Linked DNA regions of Mus musculus: regions 2, 3 and 4 are each linked to region 1. A link is a contact called in public Hi-C and HiChIP or PLAC-seq data. All regions are on one chromosome and are shown on one strand. Each heading gives the region's core, a stretch centred on a gene start, on an enhancer-like site or on the middle of the called end of the contact. The rest is flanking DNA. Distances are from core to core; before and after follow the strand shown. Region 1 holds the start of Plcg2 (phospholipase C, gamma 2). Region 2 overlaps Bco1 (beta-carotene oxygenase 1). Region 3 has its middle 46 kb from the start of Cmip. Region 4 has its middle 15 kb from the start of Cmip.

Evidence for each region. Hi-C and Micro-C count contacts between places; a contact is called where the count stands out from the background. HiChIP or PLAC-seq counts read pairs in DNA pulled down with a chosen protein or histone mark.
Region 2: a contact with region 1 is called in a Hi-C map of bone marrow-derived macrophages, with 23 read pairs. The contact joins the enhancer-like site here to the promoter of Plcg2 in region 1. A contact is called at or near these places in 4 of 39 promoter capture datasets (embryonic stem cells, frontonasal cranial neural crest, hippocampal neurons and 1 more), 1 of 484 Hi-C or Micro-C datasets (bone marrow-derived macrophages), 15 of 115 datasets of contacts at active chromatin or transcription factors (the 230-238 cell line, bone marrow-derived macrophages, effector CD8 T cells and 9 more) and 4 of 9 other capture datasets (adipose tissue, embryonic stem cells, liver and 1 more).
Region 3: a Hi-C map of bone marrow-derived macrophages shows a contact between it and region 1, with 27 read pairs. The contact joins the enhancer-like site here to the promoter of Plcg2 in region 1. A contact is called at or near these places in 7 of 39 promoter capture datasets (cranial neural crest, embryonic stem cells, frontonasal cranial neural crest and 4 more), 1 of 15 datasets of contacts at CTCF or cohesin (CD8 T cells), 3 of 484 Hi-C or Micro-C datasets (CD4 T cells and bone marrow-derived macrophages), 21 of 115 datasets of contacts at active chromatin or transcription factors (the 230-238 cell line, bone marrow-derived macrophages, double positive thymocytes and 13 more) and 3 of 9 other capture datasets (adipose tissue, liver and pancreatic islet).
Region 4: an H3K27ac HiChIP or PLAC-seq map of embryonic stem cells shows a contact between it and region 1, with 19 read pairs. The contact joins the enhancer-like site here to the promoter of Plcg2 in region 1. A contact is called at or near these places in 3 of 484 Hi-C or Micro-C datasets (CD4 T cells and bone marrow-derived macrophages), 16 of 115 datasets of contacts at active chromatin or transcription factors (bone marrow-derived macrophages, embryonic basal ganglia, embryonic forebrain and 9 more) and 3 of 9 other capture datasets (adipose tissue, liver and pancreatic islet).

The regions. Positions count from the first base shown.
Region 1 is chr8:117,494,692-117,501,915 of GRCm38.p6, reverse strand. It overlaps Plcg2 (phospholipase C, gamma 2), which reads right to left and starts at 3,641. Exons shown (of 33, transcript NM_172285.2): 1 at 3,487-3,641.
Region 2 is chr8:117,131,214-117,138,437 of GRCm38.p6, reverse strand. It overlaps Bco1 (beta-carotene oxygenase 1), which reads right to left. Exons shown (of 11, transcript NM_021486.3): 11 at 4,718-5,464. The coding sequence ends at 5,178. Among named protein-coding and RNA genes, the nearest start is that of Gan, 23 kb to the left of the region's middle. Within about 2 kb of position 4,512, at least 7 of the 459 cell types and tissues checked have an H3K27ac peak or open chromatin away from gene starts, as enhancers often do. A contact at or near this core is called in bone marrow-derived macrophages, where this site is marked.
Region 3 is chr8:117,207,010-117,214,233 of GRCm38.p6, reverse strand. No RefSeq gene overlaps it. Among named protein-coding and RNA genes, the nearest start is that of Cmip, 46 kb to the left of the region's middle. Within about 2 kb of position 4,618, at least 59 of the 459 cell types and tissues checked have an H3K27ac peak or open chromatin away from gene starts, as enhancers often do. A contact at or near this core is called in the 230-238 cell line, CD8 T cells, bone marrow-derived macrophages and 2 more, where this site is marked.
Region 4 is chr8:117,238,446-117,245,669 of GRCm38.p6, reverse strand. No RefSeq gene overlaps it. Among named protein-coding and RNA genes, the nearest start is that of Cmip, 15 kb to the left of the region's middle. Within about 2 kb of position 3,644, at least 40 of the 459 cell types and tissues checked have an H3K27ac peak or open chromatin away from gene starts, as enhancers often do. A contact at or near this core is called in bone marrow-derived macrophages and embryonic stem cells, where this site is marked.

The sequences.
Region 1 (7,224 bases), core at 2,392-4,891:
ACTGGGGGTGAGGCTCGGTGGATAGAATGCTTGCCTAGCATGTTTGGTTCTCAGTGCCACATGAGAGAGTTTGGTGGCCATAGACCATAAGCCCAACACAAGAGAGGTGGGGAGAAGAAAATCAGAAGTCCAAGGTCATCCACAGTTAAGGCCAACTTGACTTATACTAGACCCTGTGAAAATGAGATAAAAACACACAACAGGGCACCCAGCTATAATCCTAGCACTTGGGGAGGCTGAGGCAGGAGGGTTGCTAAGAATCCAAGGCCAGCCTGCGCTACAGAGTGAAAAGCTGGTAGAGGAACAGTCATCTAGCCTGGGGAACAGGCTTCAACACAAGCCAGGATGTGACCTCACAAGATATATATACACTCTTAGCTCTCCTGTCCACTTGGGAGCTACCCATGCCAAACGCGCTATTTATATTGACACTATCAGTTAAGCAGGCTAGCCACTGGAGATGAGAGAGGGGAGTTTCCAGGCTAGTTCATCGTTGGGGGGGGACGGGACAGAAGCAAAGGCCCCCTGGAAAGTAGCTGTTATTATAAAACTCTCTAGACATGACACCGGTTTACCCTCAGGTACCTTATAGACCAATACATGCCATGCCTGGGAATACAGCTCAGGGGTAGAGCATCTGCCCAACAAGAGCCAAGTCCTGAGTTCAATTCCTAGCACCGGGGGAAGAGGGAGAAAAGCTGACAGCTTTAAAAATCAAAATCCATCCAGAGAGGAGGAAATTATATGACCAAGGTCACACAGACAGACAGACAGACAGACAGACAGTCATATGATTCTGATCCTTTCAGGGCTTGCTTTTTGTGAATTCAGAATGCTGGCAGTACTTGGCCATATGCCAACAAAACTGGCCGACTCTTTGAAGAGTGGGTAGGGGGACTGGCTTGTCCAAGGTCACCCAGCTTACAAAGTGGAAGATCCAGGTCCCCGTTGCACAGTTCTGCACTATACAGAATGCTCCATCCTGGCATCCCCACTGTTTCTCACTGTTAGATGCCCAGGAAAGGTTTCCCCCAGCAAGATCCCAAGCCCTGAAGCAACACCACACTGGAAACAGATTCTGGACAGGGCACCAGGCAGTGGCCAGTTCAGGCAGAGTATTCCAAGCTCCAACGCCCAAGGCAAGAAGGTCTCCTCCAGCTGACTGTATTCCCAGAGCAGGGCCCTAGCCATCAAGATAACTCCCTCTTTGCTTCTGTTTTGTTCTTTCCAAAATGAATGAATTAGCCTGGACTCCCCTTCCCTCCACCCCTACTATGGGTAACCTGATCAACTCACATAGTCAGTACAAACATGGCTGGTGGTGCTGGGAAGAAACCTCTTTTCTTTCTTTTCTTTTTTTTTTTTTTTTTCACGTTTCTATGTCCTTCACACTTTGAAACCAACTTCTCACACACAAGAACCCCAAAACAGGAAACAGGGACTATCCATCTCTTGAACAGTCTCTGCACATGTGGGTCAGTGCTGGATTTCAGCCAAAAACCCAAGGAAGAATTCTACTAGACTTTGGACCAGCTGAACCCTTGAATATTGCCTGCCCTTCCCACTGCACCAGGGATATCGGGGTTCATTTGACGGTCATCCTAAAAGCATGGGAAGGTCCAATCCAAGAACCAACAATGTCCACCTGTACACGTGGAAGTGAAAACAGGGTTGACTTTTTTTTTTTTTTAAGGGCACTGGTAAGCACCTCTAAAGTATAAAGTTGATCCAGCAAGCACTCTTGTGCAAAATGAGACATCCGGAAAGATCCTTACAGGACCATAAAACCAGAAACACTTGGGCTCCTCATCTCTGGGAAGTGGGCGGTGGGGGATACGGGGGGGGGGTACGGGGGGAAGGGGGGTTGGGGGGTGGGGGGTGGGGGGTGGGGTGGGGAGGGGTGGGGGGAGGGCATCCCCTACAGGCCAAGAGTATTGGCACACACTGATCATCCCAGCACTTGGGAGGTGGACACAGGAAGATCAGAAGTTCAAGGCTAACCTGAACTATATAATGAGATTGTCTCAAAAATAATTTTAAAAAATTTAAAATGTACAGAAGCTACGGAAAAGAGTGGATTTATAAATTATCACACGCCAATTTTGATCTTGGGAGATTTGTGAGCTATTTTGATTTAAAAAAAAAGAAACTTACAAATTAATGAGTTATAATATAAATGTTATTAGTGATATATATATATATATATATCTCGAAAGCATTGCTTGTAAATCTAGAGGGGGCCAATGAGAGAGGATGGGACAAGACATATGAATGGGTCCACTCTGTTAGTTGAAACAGAAAAGCCCTTTTGCGGAGACAGGGCAGGGAGAGGGTTGCCTATTTTCGAAATTAATTATTTGCAGAAGTTTTCCCACCAGTAACTTCCCACCAACTTCGCCCAGGAGGTGCAAAAGGGTCCCCGCTGGGGCTCCTTCAGAGTACCCCACACACGCCGCCTTGCCTGGGAGGCCAAGCACCGAGTAATTTTAAGCATCAATAAAAATCCACAGCCAAAATCCCCTGGGACTGCTACACTGCTGCCCACAACCGTGCAAAATGGGTAACAGCCTAGGGCTAGTCCCGACCCCAACATCCTGTAAGTGTCCCGCAGAAGCAAAGAGCAGGGGCCATGACCTGTGCCCACCAGGAAGGGCCTTTGCCACCAGGGTCAGGAACTGCAGGGAGTCTCTTTGATGCCCCGGAAAACAGGCTCTGGTCTAGTACGGGACCCAAGAGAGAAACCTGGACTCGGGGGGTGGGGGTGGGGGGGCTCCTCTCTGTGTGCTGTGTCACATAAATGGAACTGAAATTCAAATTTAGGTCTCAGAGAGAAAGCCACCTGTTTCCAGGGCGTGTCGGCCCCTCGCCCTGCCAGCCTCTCTCTCAACAGTTCGAGATCAGGGTACGGACAGGGCCTGCTCCTGACTTTCCAGGTATCAACCTCCTAGGTCCGGATACAACCCACCTTCCCTTCGAATTCTGGCTCCCCGCGAGGCAAATGACCTCTTTGAGATCCCCAAACTGAACTGAATTGCGGGAGGGGCGGGTCCCAGAATCGCGTGTGGAGAAAGAGCTGCTCCGCCCCACCCCGGAGCCACCTGTGTACTACTGGGAAGTACTGTTCAAAATCAAGTCCCCGCAAGCAGGGACGCGGCTCCCGCGTAGGACTCTCGGTGGCGAGGTAGACGCTTCGGCCACCCCAGCACCCGGAGCCGCGTCTCTCATTCAAACCCTAGTTGGCCACTGCTCACCCTGGAGAGGTGGCGCCAGCCCCAGGAGAGGAAGTGGCCGGCGGCTGGGCCGGGCCCGGCTGTCCCTAAGCAAGGGTTCCCCAGGGCACACCCGGCCACCTGCCCGGATCGCGCACCCCAGCCCTGCCCGCGCCCTCTTGGGCTCCGGCGCAGTCCCCACCCAACGCGGTGCCAGCTCTAGGGTCCCCGCACACGCGCAAGTCCCCGGGGAGCTCCATCCATCCTGGCTACTCACCTGGCGGTACCCCCGGAGCGCAGCCACCCGCACAATCCCTGGGCCTGCCAGCCACGGGTTGGGGGGACTCGGGGGTCCCTCGTGCAGCAGCCGCCTGGGGCCCGGGCAGTCCGGCAGCGCAGGTCTTGCTCAGCGGCGCTCCTTACTTCTGCTTTGGAGGCGGCCGCGCCACGTGACTCCTCGGGGCCGCCCCCCTTAACGCGCCGCCCTGTCTCAAGGCGGGTCCCGACCCGCCAGAGCATCCTAAAAGAGTCATGCCTTGCCCGACCAGGGGGAAACTGAGGCAGCCCCAGTACCACCTGCCTGGCCGCGATCGCTTAGCCAAGAGAACAGAAATTTCCCAAGAATATCAGAGTTTATGGGGCGCCTACTGCATACAGATACCATGCATGCATTGATTATCTTCACCCACTCGGGGTTGACAGAGCTGAATTTAGTAGTACATTGTTTCCTATCTTAAATGCCGCAGCCTCAGTTTCCATCTCTGCAAAACAGTGCCAGGCTCAAAAGTTTGTTTCAAAGAGTAACTGGGCACTAGAGAACTGAAATCTTGGCTTTTAAATTGGAAGACTGTGTTCTTTAAAACTCGTTGCTTTTTTTTCTGGGGAAAAAAAAATGTATTTTTCCGCTTAACGGTCCATACCTTTAATCCCATAACTAGGAAGGCAGAATGACAAAATTACATCTCTGAATTAGTTCAAGGCCAGCTAGGGCTATACAGTGAGATCTGTGTCCAAAAAAATTTTTTTAATATTATTTTTAAATTATGTGTATATGTGTGTGTTTATGTGAATCCATTTCTGTGAATACAGGGGATCAGGGAGGCTAGAGCTCATAGGATTCTCTGAAGCTGGAGTCACAGGCTGTTGTGGCTATGTGGGTTGCTGGGAGCTGAACTCCAGTCTCTGTAGGCGCAATATGTGCTCTCAACTGCTAAACCACCTCTCCATTCTGACAGAGAGAGAGAGAGAGAGAGAGAGAGAGAGAGAGAGAGAGAGAGAGAGAGAGATTTAAGATTTGATGATTTGATTTGATTTCAGGCTGGTAATCCCAGCACTTAGGAGGCCCAGGTAGGCAGATCTCTGTGAATTTGAGGCCAGCCTGGTCTACAAGGAGAATTCCAGGGCAGCCAAAGCCACACAGAGAAACCCTGTCCAAAGAAAGAGAGAGAGAGAGAGAGAGAGAGAGAGAGAGAGAGAGAGAGAGAGAGAGAGAGACTTGGTTTCTTCTGGGTGCCTTTAATCCTAGCACTCAAGAGGCAGAGGCAGGTGAATCTCTTGAGTTTGAGGCCAACCTGGTCTACAGAAGGACTTCCAAGACAGCCAGAGCCACACAGAGAAATTCTGTTTTGAAGGATAAATAAATAAATAAACAAGCAAGCAAACAAACAAACAAACAAAAAGACTTGGTTTTATGTAGCCCAGGCTACCTCAATCTTCTAGCAGGGACCAACCTTCTGATCCTCCTGCCTCTAACTCCCCGGGGCTCAGTTTACAGGTTTTGCCACTGTTCCCTTTTACATTGTGTCCCCCCACCTCATCCCACCCCCGCAGATGTCCTGCACTAGGTCAGCACTTTACCAACCTCATGCTGAGAGCCACCTTACAGCTGTCCCAGCACAGTGGCCACTGGCTTTGTTCTTGTCACCAATCACCATCCAACAGGTATGTATCCCTTCAGACACAGGGTCTCCTTAAGGGTCTCCTTGCAGCTCAATATGTAGACCAGGCTGGCCTCAAACTCACAGAGATCTGCCTCCCTGGTGCTGAGGCTAAAGGCATGTGCCACCACTAAATCACTCATGAAAGAGATCATGATGACATCAAACACATGAAACACGGGCCTCTTCTCAGAAATAATGACTAGGGCTGGAGAGATGGCTCAATGGTTAAAAGCACCGACTGTTCTTCCTAAGGTCCTGAGTTCAAATCCCAGCAACCACATGGTGGCTCACAACCATTCATAATGAGATTTGACGCCCTCTTCTGATGCATCTGAAGACAACTACAATGTACTTAGATATAATAATAAATAAATCTTAAAAAAAAGAAATAATGACTATATGACACTTTGGTATTTTTTTAAGGAACTTCAACATATATTATCTTTGTGGGATTGTATTCTTGTTTGTTTGAGATGAGATCTCACTATGTAGCACTGGCCAACCTGAAACTCACTGTGTAGCCCAGGCTGGCCTCAAACTCACAGAGAGAGATCCTCCTGCCTCTGCCTCCTGACTGTTGGAATTATAGTTGTGAGCTATCACATGTGATTTGGGGTTTGTGTTAGTTTGTTGGTTGGTTGGTTTTGTTTGGTGTGTGTGTGTGTGTGTGTGTGTGTGGTTGGTTGGTTGGTTTTGTTTGGTGTGTGTGTGTATCTGTGTGTGTCTGTGTGTGTCTGTGTGTGCGTGTGCATGTGTGTGCATGTGCACCTGGACTTCACTGCAGCATCCTCCTCTTCCCTTAGAGATGGGACAGAAGCCCTAGAGAAGCCCTTAGAGAAGGTTTCCAGCCTTGATTATGGGGCACCCATCTTTCCATCCACTCATGTGAGATGGCTCAGAGGGTAAAGGCACTTGCCACCGAACCTGCCAACTTGTGCTGTGTTCCAGGAAACCCACATGGTGGAAGGAGAGAACTGACCTCAACGTAGCTGTCCTTTGATCTCCACAGCTGCGCTGTGACACTCCCAGGCTGCCTTATGAAATAAATGACAAAATAAATAAATGAAGAAAATTAATGCAAAAAAGGCTCAAAGTCACTAAACACAAGGGAGTGGGGAGAGCAAGGAAGTCACAGAGAAGAGAGTCAACCCCTTCTCTTTGCTGTAGAGCATCAGTCCTCAACCTTCCAAATGCTTCAACCCTTTAATACAGTTCCTTGTGTTGTGGTGACCTCCCCTCCCCCCAAGCCATAAAATTATTTTCCTTGCTACTTCATAACTGGAATTTCACTACTGTCAGGAATCACGGTGTTAATATTTCTGGAGATAGAGGGTTGCCAACGAGGTCGGGACCCATGGATTGAGAACCACCGGAGTAGAGCACACCAAAGCCCTGGAATATCATGCCTTAGCTGAGAAATAGTGTAGCAAGTGGATCGCACAGGGGCTGTTGGCTTAACAGGCTCAAAGTGTGATGTGCTTGACCCAGCACAAACACACCAGTGAGCCACAGTTGCTTATTGGAGTTGGGAAGGGCCTGTCAAACCTGGGCATCCTTTTCCCCCATAGCGGTCAAAATGACTAACTACCTTGCCCCTGGGGCCTCACCCATCTTAACCCCCGGCCCCTGCCACCAAGAGCAACAAGAAAAACCCCAACTGCCTTTGAGTCTGGTTTCCTTTCCTGGCATTGTTCAAAGTACATAGCCCCTGGGGACAGACTGAATTCCATTTTTCTAGTGTGTTGGACCTCAGGAAGAGGAAGTGCCACCCAGAACTGGTTTGCAAACTTGGCAGCTGCCACAGCAGGGTAGTCCAGCTCTCTGACACTGAGGCAGAGTAGGGAGGACCTCTAGCTTTGAGGCTCACCTTGCAGAACTCCAGTTTCTCAGCCAGGGATCCTGCTGAGACAAGGCTGGTTAGCCATCCAACCAACACAGGCAGGGCTCTACAACAGCAGCAACCATCACAGCCCAATCCAATGAGCTCAGAGCGGGTTAGGGCGAAATGCAAAAGGGAGCCCTGAGTCAGGTTTCGGTCCCAAGTTCTAGTCCTCACACATGTAAGGCCCTGTAGA
Region 2 (7,224 bases), core at 3,263-5,762, 360 kb after region 1:
AGATCGCTAGCCTGTAGACGCTGCACCCAAGCATAGAAAACACACCAGAACGCTTTCACTAGTTTTCTTTGGGTCTTGGGATTCTCGTTGTCTCTCTCATCTTATTTTAACCTAGCTAGGATTTCTACAACGAACACACAGAAATTTATAATCAGAGAACGCACGCACTCCTTCATCTACCTCCTCCCCTTTCTATGGCTCTTTCTTGGAACTTTATAGAACTTTGCTCTATACACGATTTGTTCAGGGATTCACATCAACCTCTACCTAGTCCCAAGCTGCAGCCTCCACCTGCAGGAGCGACCCCTTTGCAGATTCCGCAAAGGGCCTCCCAAGGGCCTCTGGAAGTCCCGCCCATCCTGGATGCTTCTTCCAATCACCAGGAAGAGGGATCCTCGCGCAGGGCTAGCCTGCCCGGATTCAGTGCAGCACACCTCACTTAGATCCTGTGGCCAAGAGAACGTTCTGCTTCTTGGCTGGGACTCAACCTAGAGGGATGACCCTGTGTGACAGTGGATATAAGTTTCAACTTCCAGAGGGGAGATGAGGTACTGAGGTCCCAAGGTGTCTCGTTGCTGTCACGTGGTATCAGATGCCCTCAGATGGTATTGATGTTGAAAGCTTTTCCATGTGTGTCCTAATCTGCCACAGGAAAGATTCTGGACACTTAGAAACCACCCAAGAGATCTTTAGACAGTGTAAGAAGAGGTCAAAGCGGTTTTGACTTAACCTGGACCAGCCGTCTGTTCAAAGCTTTGAGCCCAGCACCAGTAACTTTGGTCCCGAGGAACCAAGTATGGATCAATACTGCACACGTGGCTCAAAGGCATGAAGGTTTTTCCCGTGTTGATTCACCCGGGTGACACATCCAGCTTGTCTCAGCACGGGGCTCACACTAGGGAAATGTGTGGTAGACATAACAGACACCTGTTGCCTTTCCCGCACCTGACACTCGGACTTCGAATGCTCCAGGAAGTAGCTCTTGATGTAAACAAACCCAGAGATACTGCTCTCCCCAAACTTCCTGGTTGTTTGTCTTGCCCACCCACACACTTCTTAACCAGGAAGTCCCGGAGGACAAGGGAGATTGTTTTGTGGTCCTTCGGAGAAAGAAGAATGCATAGGGAGAGCTTTTAGCTAAGTGTCCTGGCCTGTGCATGTACGAAATGCAACAGGATTATAGAACCCTGGACCAGGCAAATCAGGTATCCTGTCGTCCATCTTCAGGGGATTTTTTTGAAACCGAGAGAACAGGATCTGGTGTGCTGGCCTCCCTCACCAGTATGGTATTCCAGCTGTCATCTTAAATAAGGTCAACAAACCAATGTTGTTTCCTCCCTGCAGAACTGGGCCCTTTCCTGAGATTAGGTCTGGCCACTGTTTGGCAACTGAGAACATGGGGGTGGGGACGCAACAGCCTCACATTCCTCTCTACCCTCAAACATTTAAAGCAGGAGTGGGTGAGTGACTGTCACATCTGTCACCTCCCTTCCGCTCCTGCCACCCAAACCCAGGTTCTGATCTCATCTCATCTCCTTCAGGCCACTGTAGCTGACATTTCCAACCTTCCAGGCCTGAAGGGCTGAGATTCCCAAGGGACAGACATGGTGGGGAAGGACTCCAGTGGTCTTCATGCCACCATCTACCCCATCCATGCTGACTGTAAACTCAGGGCGAGATGGGCACGGTGAGGAAAACAGACAGGGCTGATGAGACCAGGATGCAGTGAGCCATGAGCGGCAGGATAGATCAGGGACTTAAGGGAGAGGAATGTCAGTGGATAACTGTGTGTGGTCTATCTTCCCCAGCTCGCAGCCGCTCTTTAGGGAAATGTCTGTCTCTTGGGGTGGAGTTAAATGTTTGCTAGGGGAACTACTAACTCAGCTACTCATCCATTCATTAACAAATACTGAGTATCTGCATCGCACCAGGTGGTATTAAGGTGTTAGGAACAGAGCAGTGAATTTAGCAGTACTTAGCAGCCTGAGGGGTCTGCACAGGGCCAACTTCAAAAGATTTAACACAGCATGATTCACTTACAGGACCTTTCTTCCTCCTCCTCCTCCTCCTCCCCCTCCTCCTCCTCCTCCCCTCTTCCTTCTCCTCCTTTTCCTCCTCCTCCTCCTTTTTCTTGTCCTCCTTCTCTTCCTCTTCTTCCACCTGTCACTCTCTCAAATAAGGTCTTACTCTTTAGCCTAGGATGGCCTCAAACTCATGGCAATTCTCCTGCCTCAGCTTCCCAAATACTAGGATTACAGGTGTGAGCCATGATACCAGTTTTTAGATGAAATTTCTGAGATGACAAAATTCTATGGGTGGTGGTTGCCAGGGTGTAGGGACCAGAGGTTGGAGGGGCAGTCTCGTGAGGATCCTTGTGCTGATGGACCACGAAGTATATGGCGGTGAACAAAGGATGGTACCAGTTTTATATGAGCGGTAACACCAGAACTACTGACACACTCATGCACACACATATGCATGTATAAATTTAACCTGTGCTTTGGGTACCCACTAGACTCGAACAGTGAAGCGCCAATGACCATGGGGCTCCCAGCAATCAAGTGGGAAGCCACTTGGCTGGTTTCTGAGCTCCTCCATCCCAGCCATTGTCTTGCTTGGGGCTTTCCTTCTGCTCTGCTCCACATACCAGTCCACCTTGAAGTGCAAATAGCTCAGGACACCCCCTTTCCCTTCTGGGGGCTGATGTGGCTCTTGCTGGTTTTTCAGACCAGCCTGGCTTTGGTTTTCCACCCTGAACTGTGGCCCTTTTGCCATGGCTCATCCGGTCAGTGCCAGTTCAGTGACCCCCCCCTCCTGCAGAGAAGGAACCTGCAATCACTGATCATACAATAGGACTTCTTACAGGCCAGGAAGGGTGAAGTTCTGCAGCCCCACTTTATAGGCTCCGAAGAACTGGAAGACGCAGCCACATAAAAATCAAACAAGCAGCTGGGCGGTGGTGGCGCACGCCTTTAATCCCAACACTTGGGAGGCAGAGGCAGGTGGATTTCTGAGTTCAAGGCCAGCCTGGTCTATAAAGTGAGTTCCAAGACAGCCAGGGCTACACAGAGAAACCCTGCCTCGAAGGAAAAGAAAGAAAGGAAGAAAGGAAAGAAAGAAAATCAAACAAGCTCTCAACAGGCTTTCAAGGTGTTTTTTTTTTTTCTTTTATATTTTGCTACCCGTTGCATGGAATGACCACAGGGCACCATGCCCTTCTGGCCACATGACTTACAAACAGAGCATACCTGGGAAAGCCAAAAGGCCACATCCACAATTTGGTCCATTAGAAAGGATGGAGTGGATGGAGGAAGGAGCTGGGATGATCTCCCACCTTTTTTTCATGTTCATAGGTGCTTATTCCAAGAACAATAACATGGTTAATACAATTCTTGATTCACATTCAAGGTCTTTTTAAAGTGCATTTGCCTATACGTGTGTGCACTTGAGGACATGTGCATATATGTGTTAGACTGGAAGTGGACATTGGGTCTTTCCCTTCATCATGCTCCACCTTATTTTCCAAGACAGGGTCCCTCACTGTTTGCTGAGTAGGCTCTCTGGCCATCAAGCCCCAGGGACCCTCCTACCTCTGCCTCCTGAGAGCCTGGGATCTAGACACATAAGGCCATGTCCAGTTTTTATGTGGATAGCTATGGGGGGGGGGCAAGTGTCTGAACTCAGGTTATCTCACCAACCGATGTATTTTTCTCGTTCCTCAAGGTCTTTCTAAGAAAAGAAAGGGCTGCCTTAAATATACTAGAATTGGCTGGTAAAAACTTGCCTTTTCAACAAGGATTCCAATAAAATGGAACTCGAGCTGTCTCTGTGGTTTATTGTGGTATTTGAACAAAGAATAACAGCAGGATGACCATCTCCAACAACAGAAAGGCGCAAGCTTACTTACTTTTCCCGTTGCTGGGAGACGGTAACTAACAAAAGCTACTTAAGGGGGGATGGTGGTGGTTTATTTTGACCAGGGTACAGTCTATCATGGTGGGAAGGCATGATGTCAGGAGCATGAGGCAGCCGGTTACATCCACAGTCAGAAAGCTGAGAGGGGTGAATGCTGGTGCTCAAGTGGCTTCTGCAGTGAGAATTTTAGTTTCTCTAAAAGAACACATAAATATTATGGGAATATGTTTTATTTCTAATCCAAGGCATGGAGCTATGGGGCTCCCTTAAAGCAGGTGACTATGATTTGCCTCGTGCTCTAGCAGGGGCGTGGTTTTGCCAGCTGCAGATCATTTCTGCAAGTGTGTGACCTTTGGAATTCTGGGGACTTTTCAGAGGATGTAGGGCCCCAGAGGTGAGTTGTTGTTTGTTGGTGTTGTTTACTGTTGTTGGTTGCTGTTGGTTGTTGGTTGTAGTGGCTGTTGGTTGTGGTGGTTGTTGGTGGCTATTGTTTGTTGTTTGTGGTTGTTTGGTAGTGTTTTTGGTTGGTTGTTAACTGCTGTTGGTTGCTGTTTGTCATGTAGTCATGTGAGAAGAAATGAAAAGAGGAAGTTAGATATCCTGAAGGCAAAGATCAAACTTGTCCCAAGGAACTCAATGCCTCTAATCAGTACCTCTAGCCAGCAGGAAGTAGTCTAAAGATATCATCGCCCCCTCTCCTCTCTATCCTTTTTCTCTTCTCCCTAGTGTTAAGGGGGTTGATAAGTAGATGAAGAGGAATGGAGAAGGGTAGAAGAAAACGAACCCACAAAGTAGCAAAAGTCCAGCGACAGGTTCTTTCCTTTTTATTCAGGAAATAAAGGATGTTCAAAGGATGAGATGGTGCTGCCCATGTTCTGGTTGGATCTTCCTTGTCCAGTTAACACAATAAAGAAACTTTCTCACAGACAGGCTCAGAAGTTTGTTTCTTAAGAGATCCTAAATGCTGTCCACGTTGACAGTGTCAACAACTAAGTTCTACCAATGAAGCTAGCTAGCTTGCTTGCTTGCTTTCTTTCTTTCTTTCTTTCTTTCTTTCTTTCTTTCTTTCTTTCTTTCTTCCTTCCTTCCTTCCTTCCTTCCTTCCCTTCTCTCTCTCTCTCTCTCCCTCTCTCTCTCTCTCTCTCTCTCTCTTCCTTTCTTCCTTTCATTTTCAAGATAGGATTTCTCTGTGTAGCCCCGGCTGTCCCAGGCTGTCCGTTGTGAACTCAGAGATCTGCTTGCCTCTGCCTTGAGTGTTAGGATTAAAGACTTGAGCCACCATGACCCGCTGTGAAGTCATTTTCACTGTGGCTCAGTTCTGGTGCTGTCGGATCTGTGGGATGATCTGAGTTTTCAACCTCTTGCGTTTCAGCTGGAGTCTGCTTCACTGCATTCCAGTCTGCATCTGGGATAAATAAACCATGAAGGTCCAGGTGCATGTCCGCATCAACAGAGGCGCGAGCCAGTTCCGTAAAACTTTTGGCATCCAGAATGAGTAAAAAAGGCAGCTTTTGGGGATCCGTAGAGACGATGGCTGATAAAATGACTCCTATAAGAAAAGAAAAAACAAAACCCCCAAAACCAGTTTATTTCCATTTGTAATGCTGAGAGTGTAGTCTCAGGCCTTCATGCAGACTAGACAGCTGCTTTCCCCATAGGCTCCATCCCTGGTCCTAAGAGATATCTAACAGTGTTCAATGCATAGCCTTGTGTACCTGGAAAGAACATTTCTCAGAGGTGTCTCCCTGTGGTCTTTTAACTCATCCTTGATCTAAACAGGAGGAAAGAGGATATATGCCATTCTGTGTTGGCAGAAGAGAAACCAGAACTGCAATCAGCAGACCTACTTCCGGGAGCGCCGCTTTGCCTCAATGAACCTTTGTCTCTTCATCTTTGCAGTGAAGCTAATTCCCACCAACCCCTGACCTCATGGGTGCTGGGATGATCTGCAGGGTGGATTATGGGAGCACTTGGTTCGTTTTCATGTGTTTTGAGGAATGGCTCCTTTCCTAACATCTTGAAACCTCCAAGTATGGAAAGACCCAGGCAATTCAGGGAGGATGTGTGGGCTAAGGTGTGCTACTCCGTGGAGCAGGGACGTCTTGAATTTCAAAAGCATTGCCATATTTGTTTTGTTTTGAGACAGGTCTTGCAATGTAGCCCAGACCGGCCTTAAACTCATATCTGCCTACCTCTACCACTCAGATGCCAGGAAACCAAGCCATGTGTTGCCATGTCTGGCTTGTGGTGGCGCTGGAATGAATCCAACTCATCTCCTGGTTACGTTGGCAACCCCCCCCTCCCCCAACGTTTGCTTGTAAATTGGGATGTCCTTGCTCCTCTGTGCTCACTTTCAAGGTATAGCAGGGTCAGGAAACTTTTAGTAAGTGCCCAAGATGCCGCCCAAGCGACCTGGGTTGTGGTAGCTGAACACAGGTGATGTCAGATTGGCCTGGATTCAAATCCAACCTCTGCATATGGAGCTCGTGACTTTGGTCAATTTGCCTCACTCTCTGAGCCTCCCCTGGATGAAATGAGGACAGTGTCACTCCACACCCATGGAGAGAAGGCGTGAGAAGCAGCTGCCCAGCCAAGCAAGAGGCTGGCCTCAGTAGGAGTGGATGCAAACAGTCCCCTGCTTTAGAGATGACAGTGACATGGGATCCCCCTGCCTGTGTGCCAGGCCACAATCAGAAGGAAGCCAAGGCCAGGTGGAAAACCACTCCCTCCCACCTGAGGGAAGAAGCTGGCAGTCTCAGTGGGACAGCCTGCCCTCCCCTGCAGGTGTGGGCAGCCCCATCCCTGGCTTGGCTGGGCGGTGTCCTTACCCATAGCTTATTACCTTCCCCGGTATCCTGAGGGCTGTGGGCAGGGCATTTTTGAAGCCAAAGGGGGATAAGACAATTTGGCTAAGTGGAAACCTGCATTTCTCAGGTGCTGTGAAAACTTTGCATGCTTATGAGAGAGGTCATTTGAGATCTGGGGCCAGCCCTTGCAAAGAATTCTAAAACTAAAGCTGCACACTCTGAGAGAATGTGTGTGTCACTCAGTGGAAAGGATATGGACTTTGAGTAGGAGAGAATTTATACCGTGCCCAAAGAAGGTCTGTTTGTTCAGTCTTACCCATAAGAATGTTTTCAGAGGCTGTGAGGTATGTCAGGTAGTGTATTCTAACAACTTCATCCATCCATCACCCACTCATCTATCCATCTGTCTGTCTGTCTGTCTATCTATCTATCTATCTATCTATCTATCTATGTACCTACCTATCTACCTTGTGGCTGTTGTGTTTTGAGACCAGGTCTTAGT
Region 3 (7,224 bases), core at 3,369-5,868, 290 kb after region 1:
TTTTTTTTTTTTTTTTTTTTTGAGACAGGGTTTCTCTGTGTGGCCCTGTCTGTCCTAGAACTTGCTCTGTAGACCATGCTAGCCTGGACTTAAGAGGTCTGCCTGGTTCTCCCTTCCGAGTGCTAGGATTAAAGGCATTCACCACCGTGCCTGACTTCTTTCTCCGTGAAGACCCACTTGGAATAGTTCGCAACATACAGTTCTTCAGCCCCTAGGATTTCCATGGCCTCTAAATGATGAAGCTGAACTCTAAGGTGTCATCTAGAAGAAGTTGTTATGTGACAGACAGAGTGAAGGCTTAGTTAACTTTTTTAAGTTTGAGGATACTTTTTGCCATGGGTACCAGTCTCCAAATTATTATTTACCTGCTTATGTTTGTGTGCGCTGCTTGAGGAGGTCAGAAGGAGAGGATCAGATCCCCTGGAGTTAGCAGCAGCTGCGAGCCCCCGTGGGGGTGCTGAGCTACCTTTCCAGCCCTACACTCTTGATTACTGTTGTTTACACAAAGCCTGCAGTCAAGTTCTGTGAATTATTCTAGGTATCACAACAGTCCTCATCACCCTGGTCATCAGCATCATATACACAGTTTTTAGGGGTTCTCTTGAAGCAAGACCCCTTGTGATGAAAATATGAAAAAGCGGTCCCTTTCTCACTGCAAACAAGCTACTCCCATTTCTGACTCTACTCACAGTTTGGGGGTTCGAGGTGTATTTAAGTCAGAGCTAAACAAGGCAGGAGGAGACAGAAGCCTGGCTTGCTCGCTGGAGCACGCCATGGGATGCAGGAAGGAATCCCATAGCGGTTTGCGGGGCCAGTGCAGAGGGAGGGTGTCAGCCAGCCTCTGTGAGGCGACCAGGCTCTGAGCACAATCTTGATGGACAATCTGTGACCACACAATGCTGTGACAGATGCTAGATGCTGAGGTAGTATGTGTGGCCTGGTGCTGGCCCCTGACTCTGAGAGAGCCTGTGGTGGCCTCAGGGAAGGTGGAAGGCTCCTGTTCTAGTCTCCAGTTGCTCCAGGCTAGAGATGTGTTTGGCTATGCTGGGTGCTGACCCGGAAGCTGCTGGGACTGGCTGGCAGGTGTCCCTCTCACTGCCAGGGCTGGCTGGTGGGAGGTGCCAACACAGAGGCATGGTAGGGCTGAGAAGGCACATTCTGGATAGGCTGCTGCTCCGGGGCTCTGGGTCCAGGGAGCAGGAGTTACAGCTCTCTCCTTCTTTTTCTAGTTTTCTTTCTTTCTTTTGTCTTTTTGAGACAAAGTGTCTCTGTGTGGCCCTGTCTGTCCTGGCTCTGTAGACCAGGCTGGCCTCGAACTCAGAGACCTGCCTGCTTCTGTCACCAGGGTGCTGGGATTAAAGGCATGCGCCACCAGCACTTGAGTTAATTTTCCTTTTACTTATTAACGTGCGTGTGAATGTGTGTGTAGGCCAGAGGACAACTTGTGGGAATCAGTTTCCTCTTTCTCCCACATGGGTTCTGGGAGTTAAACTCACGTTATCAAGCTTTATCTGTTAAGCTTCTTTGCTGGCTTTCCTTTCCTTGTTTCTTTTTGACACAGTTCAAGCAACTAGGAAGCCAGGTGGGGAGAAGGGTATGAGGGCTTGAAAGCCAGCAGAGTTTACTGAGGATGCTCTGATGACCAGATCCAAATCCCTCCCTCCAGAGGGCTGTGGGAAGGACCCTGTTCCAGCAGCAGGAGGACAGCCCAGAGCCCTGAGGATGGGGAGGGGATCTGGGAAGTGTTCTCCCATGACCACCGGGGTGAAGGGAACATCTCACTGTTTACCCGAGGGCTGAGGGGCTCTCTGGCAGGCTTTAACCAGAGGAGACAGGATAGGAACAAAAGAATGGGCTCCCTAGAAATGTTCCACAAGAGGTAACAGAGAACCACACCGGCTCCCAGGGGACGTTGGCTGAGCTCGCCAAGCACCTTCCCGGGCAGCCAGCCCAGCTTGGGAGAGCTGAGTGCCGTTCCCTAGCTGTAAGCAGGGTAGTCAGCCATGAGCTTCTAACAAAGCCTGCGCCAAGCGAGCACAATGCTTCTGGTGGGCATCACGGCCTCAAGAGATCTCTGGGAATTAAGGACTGTTAGGGAAAGCCGGACCATGAGGCACCCTGGGAAGGGTCTGCCATGGTGGCTGGTGGCCAGTGGCCAGTGTCAAGGGACTAACGTGATGACGAGCAGTGGAGGGCATAAGGCAAAGCCTAGATAGGACCCAGAACTACCTCACAGGACCCATGGAATGACTCCTTTTGACTAAATAAACAGTTCCCAGAGCACCACACAGTCTGTCCTGAGCACAGTGGGCCCCTGGTAGTGCTGGCAGACACCATCAGCCAGAACTGCGGGACGCACCCTGTCACCCTAACGTCATTCGACCTGGTGGGAGCAGAGGCAGAAGGCTCTTAAGACCTTGTCTCAAAAAAAAAAAAAAATCAAGAAGAAAATGCACAAGATTTATAAGCTAATGAAACTCTGTAGTTCTGCCCACTGGCCTGAAATGCTCCTTTCTATGCCCTACCACGGAACCAGAGCCTCAAGGCCCCTACAGGGTCTGGGCACCTGCTAGGACGGCTCCAGGATGCTCAGGCCTCATGCTGCACACTGCCGAGAACCTCCAGGCTGGAAGCCTCGGACACACAGAAAGAGTAGCGGTTCCCACATCCACCATCCAAGTTAAAGGCTTAAAGCTAAGCCTCGGCCAGCAGCCCAGAAAACACCAGGTTTACTTGGTCAACCTAGATGACAAACTTGATATTCTGGCGAAAGCGAAAAGTTCCTCCTTGGTTAAGGACTTTAAAGATCCTTAGAGGACTCCGTCAGGCACGCTCTGAAAGGAGGGAGACAGGGTTTCTCTATAGAGTTCTAGTTGTCCTGGTGCTTGCTATGTAGACCAGACTGGCTCTAAACTCACAGAGCTCCACCCGCCTCTATCACCCACTTGCTGGGTTTAAAGGAGTGCACCACCATGCCTGGCTTGTCTGCCACTCTTGAACATTTCAGCACAGGTCTGGGGTGGGGTGGGGTGTGTTTCTGATATCCCAATGTCGGAGATGAGAGGTGGGGTGTGTGGTGTGTGTCCAGAAGGGAAAGGACTTTCTCAGCACAAACAGATGTTGGATGCTTTTTAAGGAGGTGGCAGACACTGGGCCAGGCAATGACAGGAGCCAGGAATGCGCAGTTCCCAACCAGTACCCTACTGGCTCAGCGTCTCACAGCACTGTCTGCATGGACAGTAGACATGACCAAAGAAATAACTGTGCCATTGCTACTGATGGGTAACACAGCGGCCCAGGACCCAGTCACCCTTTCTTTAGAGCCCACAGAGGCCAAAACCCACACTGCCCTTCCTCCAGAGACAAACTGAACTGAGCCCTGAGACCAGAAGACAGATCAGAAGTCTGCAGCCCTGGGTTCTTCAACTCCAGAGCCCATGCTCCTGGCCACGGGACCTGTTCCTAGAACAACTGACAGCATGGGTCAGGGGCCAAAGCAGGAAGGGGAGATATGTTCTCTTGGGCGCTCCTATTGTGAGCTCAGCTGGGCTCAGATGCTGCCATATACGGCCACCTAAGGAAAAGCTTTGCCATTTTCTAGTCTCTGGGCCAACTGTGAAAGGCATCACCACACAAATTTACTGTCTACTGCATGACGTTCTCTAGTTAGTCTAAGCATGAGGCCTGTGAGGGAATCACAGGGCTGAGGAGAGGGTCCGGCTCTGAGGAGATCACAGGGTTCTTCTAACTACTATTGACTACCCAAGCCTTCCATTTAAGTAGGCCAGGTCCAACTGTGGCCACTTCCATGAGAGCTAACTCCCGGGAGAGGGTCTCCAATGGCAGAGGTCTCTCAGCAACTTTACCCTGACTTGGGGACCAGGGGAGACCAGAGGCAGGGGCACTGAGGCTCTGTTACTGGTGGTGTGGAGAACCGATATGCAGGGATTAAGTGAAGGAGAGTCCCCTGTGTGAGAGACAAGTCACACCAGTCATGATTTTAAGCAGAACATGATTCAAGGTCTCAGGGTCAACCTCGGCCTTGAACCTGGAACACATCTGCTTCATTCTGACATCTGGTCTACCAGGACTGAAGGGGAGAGAGCGGAGGGAGGAGCCAGTAAAAGGAAAAACTCCCAAGAAACAACAGCACCTCTGGAGAACCTTAACAGCAGGCAGCCTCAGGCGCCTAAGTTGCCAACTGTGTCAGATCAGACACGCGCTCTCGTCTCTGATCCTGACAAGGACAGAAACTAAGCCCTCTATTCTGTGTGCATATGCCGCTTTTCTGCTACAGGAAAACACAGCCTTTTAAATGTCTCAAGTTCAAGTTGAGTTTCAAGTAATCACCTTGCAGTAGCCCCAGAAGAATTACCGCTCCTCCAGGTTTAAAGTGCCTAGTATAAAAAAAAGTGTGTGTGTGGGGGGGAGGATGGGAAACACGCCCTGAGGACCCAACGCCTCAGGCTGCTCACTACTTGCTTCCAGGCTTTTGTTACAGGACAGAACACTGAATTCTTTTCATCTGTCAGGGAACCAAGTCCAACGCTACATCAATACATCGTGAGGTAACTGACAGCAGACACTAAGAACGGGAATGAATGTAAGCACTACCTATCCAGTTAACCAAGAAACGCCATAAAGCAGGCAACAGAGACTTCTCTGGTGCTGCCAGAAGACATTCAAAGAAATTCAGCACCAGCGTCTAAGGTGTATCTTCTCCGTGTCTGGGGAGGAAGAATGACGGAAGAGAACCCCTAAATCTATTGTCAGGGCTAAAATGCTTAAAAGTCAAAGAAGGGACAGGATTCGCTAGGCAGAAGGCAGAGCTACTTATAGCTGCAAAAACGGTAGCCAAGCCTACAGTTCAGCTCGCCACGGCTTTACAGGCGGCAGGGGTGAGTCATCTTCCTGAGTGGCGGTTCCTCTCTCTCCGGGCCAATGGGCTCGCTCTCATGTCTACCCCATAACCGTATGTGTATAGCCAGTGGAGCTGTAAGAAGTCTTTGGGGACTATTCAAAAGGCAGAAAGACACCTCAGCCTGCCAAGGCAGTTTTCCCCCACCTCTGACTTCATGGGGCAAATTCAATGAAGTGTTAGCTTTAGTCTTTATTCACAACCCCCACCTTGCTTCTAGAAGACACTCAGTAAAGCCTAAGACTTCCAACAGCTAACTGACAGGGAGAAGCGAAGGTTGTTCAGTTTTTTCAGCTGGAAAGCTCGGTTCTGGAAGCTGGACCCATACTACCAGTGATGTATACTTTTTAAAAATAAAAACACCTGTGTGCCAAGAAAAAAAAAGTCAAGTTCCCACTGAATCAGTAGACTACCCTTGGGAAGCCAAGGTCTGGCTTCTGCGTTTGGCTGCCGCTCACATCTGAAAGCCCCTTGTAGGAGGAGGAGAGCATCCGGACCCACCTCAGACATGAAACGATCAAAGCAGAAAGTTCTGGAAAAGATTCTAAGCTCACATAAGATGCAGTAAAGCAACCTAACGCTAACATGATGAGCATTATGAGGTGTGTGCATGGGGCTTCAACTGTCCCACGGAAGCATTTGGAGACATGGCATGTGCTTGGTCCACGAGGCACTTGGCATTTTTGAATCTGTCCTAGTTTTCCTGCTCCGTAGGCCGGCCCATTGATACACACAGCTTTTCATTTAAAATCCAGCCAAATGGACGAGAACACTCTCTGCCTAGTGCAAAGCACCACAATGAAGGCTGGGCTGCTGTGACTCAGTGCCTGCTTGCAAACCCAGATCAACTCACACAGACAGGGTCCTCACTCAAACTCCAGTGACTTCATAAACCAGGCAGGGAGGGCTGGGTCCCACCTGCTTCCATGTGAGGTTCCCAGAAACACAAGCGCAACCCTTGGGAGTTGCTCAGTATTTGCTGCGTGATACAGGGCAGGCAACTGTCATGCTTCCTCGGTCACGGGCTTCCTCTGTGCCCTCAGCTAAAGGGGATTCATTGTCACAAAGAAGCTCTGCTTCTTCCTTCTGTGGGTACTTCCCAGGCAGTTCTGGGCCTCTAGGTGCACACGGTGAAAGCCACCTCCCTCCTTCCCAGAGCATCCAATGTCTTTTCTGGCCACAGGAGAGCTGTGCAATCAGGAAAGCCAGCCTTGTAGAAGACAGCACTGCAGGGCTGGTCACACTCCGCGAAGAACTTCAGGACCCCTGATGCAGTATACTGGGTAGGAGATGCTAAGCGGAGCCCTCAAGAGATGCTAGCTGTTTCCCCAGGCATCTGACTGGTAGCCTTTCAGACCTTGAGGCACCACAGCAAGGATAGCTCTGCTTTCACCCCCTCCTGTTTAGGGGTGGCCTCTTCCCACTTACAAAGAATAAAATGACACCGTCGAGCCCTGGACATCAGAGTACCTCAGCAGCAGTGCTCAGAGCGACATAACAGAACACTTGCTGCAGCACAAACAAGGCTCGGATACCACCCCCAGTTCTTTTGGTGGCCGATCATGTAAAAAGTCCAACTGGAGTAGAACCAAGACTCCTCTGAGCAGTCACGCTCAGCCCTAGACCAGCCCTTTCCAGAACGAACCACTAGTTGGTAAATACATTTTTCAAATCCTACTAAGGAAGAGAGATGCAACCTAGCAAAACTGGCTACTGTCTAAAACAGTTCCACATTCACACGCCACATGTGTTTGACACAGCCGTGTAACTGAAAGTCGACGGATTCAGGGCTTATTTGAAGCACCAGGAAACAGTAGAGCATGTAGCTTGTGACTACAATTCAAAAGTAAACATACAGACAGACTTCCAAGTCACGTGGCACAGCATGCGCGCGCACATTCACTCGCCCTGCACACTTCTTCTCACAGGACACAAGCACTCTTGAGATTTAAACAAACAAACAAACAAACAAACAAACTTCATTTCAAATTAAGCACTTAAATCTTTGAAAAATCATCTATGTTTGATATGTTAGAAAAACAAGCAAGCAGCCGGGCGTGGTGGCGCACGCCTTTAATCCCAGCACTTGGGAGGCAGAGGCAGGCAGATTTCTGAGTTCAAGGCCAGCCTGGTCTACAAAGTGAGTACCAGGACAGCCAGGGCTACACAGAGAAACCCTGTCTCAAAAAACCAAAAACCAAACCAAACCAAACCAAAACAAAACAAAACAAAAAAAAAAAAAACCAGAAAAAAGAAAAACAAGCAAGCAAGCAAACAAGCAACAAGCCTACTTTAGACCCTAGCTT
Region 4 (7,224 bases), core at 2,395-4,894, 260 kb after region 1:
ATAGAGTGAGTTCCAGGACAGCCAGGGCTATACAGAGAAACCCTGTCTCTGGAAAAACAAACAAACAAACGAAAACCAAAACAAACTAATAATAATAATAATAATAAAGAGGAAGAGGAGAAAAGGGAGAAGAAAAGAAGAAGAGGAAGAGGAAGCCAAAGCAGCAGCTGAGACAAGGTCTGGAGATTGCCCACCATACAGGAAGCCCTGGATTTGATTCCAAGTATTTTGTAAACCTGGCATAGAAGCGCATGTCTACCGTCTAAGCACTCAGGACCTGAACATAGGTGCATGAGGCGTTCAGCCGCATCGTCCGAACAACCTCATCCAAACAGCAAACACCCAACAACCTCAGCTACGTAGGAAGTTTGAGGCCAGCCTGGGCTATGTTAGAAAAAAAAGAAGCTTAGGTATTCAAGAGAGTAGAGGAAATCCATCCAAGAGACAAGGATAGCAAGACCTTTCAGAAGGAAGTGAAGTTCTCGCTCTCTGCTCCTTAGCTGGATAGAACCAACAAGTCTTTCCATGTCCCTGAAACCAGGCTCTTGTGAGACGAGACAATGTGTTCAGGAGCTCAAGACAGGGCTTAGGGTTAGTCGGTCTTAATAAATGTGCGAAGGACGCGGCGTCTCAAGCCCTTCTCTCCTTCACCTTCATGAACATGTGCCCACGTCCTCAGCGAGGGGGGAAAGAGGGAATGTTTTCTTGTAGTTCCGAGGAGCCTTGCCTCTAGATGCAAGGGGATATCCAGAGCCACAGAGAAGGCAAGACCAAGAGGTAGTGACACGTAGTACAACAGAAACCAATCAGAGCAGCTTTAACAAGGGGAGGGCGTGGCTTACACAGCCCTAGGTGTCACACAGAGCCTCAGTGGCCAGAACCACACAGATCTAGGGGCCTTCCTTCTGTCTCCCTGTCAGACTGGCCTTCCCTGCAGTGTGGCCTTGGCATTCTACAGAGGAGTTCAAACTGACCTAGGGTACTTTTGGCTCAGTTCCAAGGAAAGGGTTTGCTTGGCCCAGCTTGGAACAAATGCCTATTCCAGCCGCCAGTGTCTGAGCTGCCTTGTGCAAGTATGGTTGGTGGTGATTGTCCCCTGGAGGTGATTCACCGTGATCTGAGTAGAATGGACCCCCGAGTCCCCCCCAGAGAAGTATACTAATACATATAGTAGCTGCTTCTTCCTTCTTGCAATCCAGTCTAGTACATGCTTTTATTTTATTCCTTTGTTAGCTTTCTTAATTTTGTAATGCTGGGGACTAAACACAGGGCCTTGCCCATGGTATTCTACCATGAGAAACATCCCCACATCTGGCTTTCCCTACATGAGCTATGACATCATGAGAACAGACCAATAAAATTGATGACAAGGACAGACACAGGGGCGGTGGGGGGTCAGTAGAATACATTCCCAACCCTCTGTGTGTGTGTGTGTGTGTGTGTGTGTGTGTGTGTGTGTGTGTGTGCATGATGGTTAATCTTGATTGCCAACTTGGAGCATCTAGAATCGTCTAGGAGGTAGATCTCCCAGCATGTCTGTGAGGGGGTTTCTAGATTCAGTTAACTAAGCCGGGATGATATGCCCTTAATGTGGGAGCACCATCCCATGGGCTAAGATGCTGGTCTGAATAAAAGGGAAAAGGTAAACTAAGAGTGTGCTCTCTTGCTCTGTGTGTGTGTCTGTCTGTCTGTCTGTCTCTCTCTCTCTCTTTTATTAAAGATTTATTTATTGTTATATGTAAGTACACTGTTGCTGTCTTCAGACATCCCAGAAGAGGGCATCAGATCTCATTACAGATGGTTGTGAGTCACCATGTGGTTGCTGGGATTTGAACTCAGGACCTCTAGAAGAACAGTCAGTGCTCTTAACCACTAAGACATCTCTCCAGCCCCTGTCTGTCTCTCTTAATCTCTGTATCTCTCTGTATCTCTGTCTCTCTCTGTGTCTGTCTCTGTCTCTCTGCCTCTCTCTCTTACTGTCTCTATCGCTCTGTCTCTCTCTGTCTCTGTCTCTGTCTCCCTGTCCATCCCCCCACACCCCAGTCTCTGGCCATGGATACAATGTGAGCTGGGCTGCACACTTCTGTCCCCACACCCTTCTGCCTTGGCCAGCTGTCCTCTCCAACTGTGAGCCATGATAAACTCCTCCTTAAGCTTCTTTGGTTACTTTGTCTCAGCAACAGGAAGCAAGAGGAAAAGTGGCTAGTACACAGGGTCCCCAGGGTGGCAGCAAACTTAACATCTATCTTCTTCCATCTCTCAAGTGCAGAAGTAGGCCACCACCTTTGCCATGTTGTTAGTAGAACTAACTCAGACTGGCATAGTACTTACTGTGTACCTGGCAGTTCTGTAAACGATTTGCATATATTTGCTTATTAATTAAATCAAGTAATTAATCCCTACAAACTCAATGAAAAGTATGACCATTGTACAGATGAGGAAACTGAGGCAAAAAAAAAAAGGCTAAACAGCTTGAATAGGACCAAACTGGTTTCAGACCCATTCTCATAAGGACCACATCTGCTTGTCTTATTTTAACTCCAGTCTTTCACTTCTAATTTGTTTTTCTTTTATTAAAGAGTTATTTTCTTTTTTTGTTGTTGTTTTTGTTTTTTCTTTCTTTTCTTTTCTTTTCTTTCTTTCTTCCCCCCTCCCACCCCCCCCCAAGACAGGGTTTCTCTGTAGCCCTGGCTATCCTGGAACTCACTTTGTAGACCAGGCAGGCCTCGAACTCAGAAATCCACCTGCCTCTGCCTCCCAAGTGCTGGGATTAATGGCGTGCGCCACCACGCCCAGCTGAGTTATTTTCTTTTAATGTATCATTTGTTTTTATTTTATGTGCATTGCTGTTTTGCCTGTACATATATCTGGGTGAGGGTGTCAGAAGACCTAGAAGTCGAATTATAGACAGTTCTGAGCCCTCCTGTAGGTGCTGGAAATGGAACCTGGGTTTCTGGAAGAGCAGCCAAAGTGTGCTCTTAACGGCTGAGACATCTCTTCAGGCTTGAAATGAATTTTTTTTTTTAAATGATCAAAAGGACTGACTTGGGCTGCAGCTTGGTTGGGAGAGTGCTTGCGCAGCACAAGTGAGGTCTGGGGCTCAGTCTCTAGCACAGAATAAACAGGGCATGGAGGGAGGCTTCAACATCTGTCATTTTAGCACTTGGGAGGCAGAGACAGGATGATCAGGAGTTCAGGGCCATCCTTGGTTTCCATAGTGACATTGAGGTCACCCTGGACTACAGTGAGTCCTTGTCTCAAAAAATTAAAACGATTAAAATAAATGTTTTGTTTTGTTTTTTTTAAATCGTGAAGATGGTGAAAGAATTTGAGATCTGACATTTCACAGCCGAGAATGGAAAAAGCACTCGATAAAAGCCCTCGATTTTGTTGCCCATCCTTGCGGTTTTTGTTTTTGTTTTTGTTTTTGTTTTTGCATTTAGACCAGGAATTGAGGAAAAGGCTGGGCTACTCACTTGAAGCCTGGCCACACATAATTTGGCTTCAGATCACCGGGACCACCTGGGGTCAATGTGCATCAAGAGACAAATAAAGAGGTCACAGCGCTGTAGCTTAGCTGGTAGCCTTGAATGCACAAAGCCCCAGCCAGCACTGCTTGCCTGCCTGTAATCCCAGCACTCAGGAGGCAGAAGCACAAGGGTCAGGAGTTCAAGGTTATCCTGGGGTGTGTGAGATCCCGCATCAGAGGAGAGGTGGGGAGATATGAGGGGGTGGGGTGGGGGCTGCACATGTGATTCTTAGAGATAGATACAATGAGAAGAATTCCAAAACTCCAGGCTCTGAGGGAGAATTCTGCCTAGGGCAGGACCACACACCCATCTTCTCTCTATCCCTTGCTCACTCTCTTCAAGTCTGGGCTGGCCGCTTGCTTTGGACAGTCAGGTCTGCTTCCCCACCGTCCCCCCACCCCCACCCCCATCCCCCTACCCCGACAAAGCTGGTCCCCACATCCAAGCATCCGGGTAAGAAACTGGATACACCTGCTCATCCACCCATTCAGACCCCTGAGACTTAGGTCACTTGGCTCAAAGAAGGCCAAGTCTCTGCCCCCCTCCCCCAGCCTCCTCCTGGCCACCCCCTGCCCCTAGAGCTTCTCATTGTTCCCCTAACAGAGGACTTTGCACTCAGATGTGAGGGTACCCTACACCACAGAAACCCCTTGTTACAGAGACTACAAGCTTGACATCAAGGTGCCTGGCATAATTCCTTCCCTGGAAGAGGCCTCTGCTGCCAATCTGCCAATGCTTGGCGTGACTTGGCTGGTACACACACAGACACCTCACCCCATCTCTGCCTCCACAGTCAAGGCATCCTCCCTGGGTGTCTTGTGTCCCGGCTTCCCCTTTTTATAAAGATGCTTCCCCACCCAGCATGACTTCATCTTGACTTATGACATCTACAGCAACCCACTTCCAAATAAGGTCAAATTCAGAGGTGCTGGGGGTTATGTCTTCTAGGGATGGGCACGGTTCAATGGGAAGCAGAGCCCAATCCCCTGAGCTATTTCCCAGGCTGAGGGACCTTGCTCCTGGATGTTCTCTGCATAGACCAAGTCTTCCTTACTCTCCTCAGCCTCATTGTAGAACACTCACTGGACATACTCATGACTTCCTAGACTCATGAGGAAGAAGGTGACTCAATTTCTCCATCAGTACTAGAAGGGTTTATCCAGGGCTGTCAAGACGGCTCAGTGGGTGAGACTGACTTCTCTTCCGAAGGCCAACCACCTGTAATGAGATCTGACACCCTCTTCTGGCACATCTGAAGTCAGCTACAGTGTACTTATGTATAATAATAAATAAATCTTTGGGCCGGAGCGAGCAGGGACTGAGCAAGTGGGGTTGACCGGAGCAAGCAGAGGTCCTAAATCAATTCCCAACAACCACATGAAGGCTCACAACCATCTGCACAGGCACAGTGTACTTACATACATAAAATAAATAAATAAATAAATCTTTAGAAGGGTTTATCCCGATGGACAGCCACTGACTGTAGTCTTCACCATGCTCTGGTTTCACGGGTCAGTTTGTTTGTGTATGCCTTTTCTGAGACAGGGTTTCTCTCTGTAGCCCTGGCTGTCCTGGAACTCACTCTGTAGATGAGGCTGGCTTCGAACTCAGAGATCTGCCTGTCTTTGCCTCCCAAGTGCTAGGCTTAAAGGCGTGTGCCAACACTGCTAGGTTCACAGGACAATTTTAAAGGCATCGAACCTGAACAGCTCACAGTGGACTAATAAATTACACTCAGCTTGGGCAATAGTGACCTTATAAATTTAAACAGCAGTAGTGCCTGACAGATAGCTAGGGTCTGGACCAGAAAGTCATATGGTAGTTAAAGAAGTAAAGACTTGTGGAAGTGATGGGGAAAAGGGAAAGAGGGAAATAGAGGGAGAAGAAGAGTGAGAAAGAGAGGGGTGAGGGAGGGAAGGAGAGAGAGGAGAGGGGAGAGAGAGAGAGAGAGAGAGAGAGAGAGAGAGAGACCAGAAAACTTGTTAGGTCTCTTGGGTCTAGAGTGATAGGCATTTGTAAGCCACCCACCATGGATGCTGGCATCTAAATCAGGTCCTCGTGCGAAAGCATCAAGCACTCTTAACCACTGAGCCATCCCTTCAGCCCTAGTTTCTTTTTTTTAATATTTGGTTTTTTGTTTTTTGTTTTTCTGAGACAGGGTTTCTCTGTGTAGCCCTGGCTGTCCTGGCACTCACTCTGTATACCAGGCTGGCCTCAAACTCAGAAATCCGCCTGCCTCTGCTTCCCAAGTGCTGGGATTAAAGGCGTGGGCCACCACTGCTTGGCTAATATTTGTTTTTTAAAAAGTATGTGTATGTATGGTTATCTATGTACAAGCATGTGTGTATGTGCATGTGATTGCAGTGTTCTCAAAGGCCAAGAGAGGGCGTTGAATCCCACGGAGCTGGAGTTATGGGCAGTTATGAGCCACCTGACATGGATGCTGGAAACCCACCTTAGGTCCTCTGCAAGAGCATCAAATGCTTTTAACCAGCGGGCCACCTCTCTGGCTCTGCTTTATCCCTATATTTATTCGTTTTTCTCTTTCATTTGGCTAAAATCTTCAAGCAGATCTAACCAGAAGACTAATTAGACAAATCTACCACAAGTCTTAGTTAAGGTGGGGGAAGCTGACTTACCTAGTCTTCAGCCAGGGCAGACATCACCAATCCATCACGGACATCATCGATATGTCTAAATCCCAATAGCCACGCTGCCTTCATTTCCCCTCAGAGTAGCCATTGATATGGAACATTAGCTTGGCTGGGGAGGGAACACATCCACACCAGTGGGGTTTCTGGTTCATCCCTTCTACACCCCCTACTAATGGGTAGTAACGGGAGGTTCAGAGTGCCTGGCATCCTGACTCAGAACACCCTCCCGCATAATTTCTGGGTTTTTCCTCCAGTTTCACCGGGGGTATGCCGACAACCTGTGTATTTCTCGCCTGTCTGCTTGTTGTCTGAGTCAGTGATGACAGTCCCCTGGGAGGCTCACCTCGTCCTGACTCCATCTGCCTCGGACCCTGGAGGCCACCTGTCGTTCTTTCTCTCTCTCTGATAAGGTGTGTTAGAGGTTCTGCTATCTTGACCTGTACTTTGGAGGTTTTCTCTCATGATCTCACCATCTGGAACTCCAGAAGTCTAGGGGTCCTGCCTCTACTGTGACCGTACCCCTGGTGCTTGGGTTCTCGTGGCAACAATCCTGCTCGGCTTCCTTCAAATAAATGCTCAGGACTGCCGGGGCCCTCTGATAACTAATTGGGCAGAAAGGCCTCAGCAAGCAGCAAAGATTGACTCCTTGGTCCCTGGATGGCTGGCTAATAACCAATGTTGCTATAAAATGCTCATTTTTGTGGAGTCAGGAAAAAAGATCAGAGCGCAAAGGTGCCGGCCAAGCTTGATAGCCTGAATTTAATTTAATCCTTGGGACCCACATGATGGAAGAAGAGAACTGACTCCCACAAGTTGTCCTCTGACCTCTGATCTCTACACCTGGGCTAAAAAACACCACACACACACACACACACACACACACCACACACACAAAGCAAATAAATGAATTGAAAAAGAAAAAAAAGAAACTTTTTTTGAAACAGTATCACATGTATCCCAAGCTAGCACCAAACTTACTATGTAGCAAAAGATGACCTTGAACTTCTGATCCTCCTGCCCATACTTCCCAAGTGCTGGGA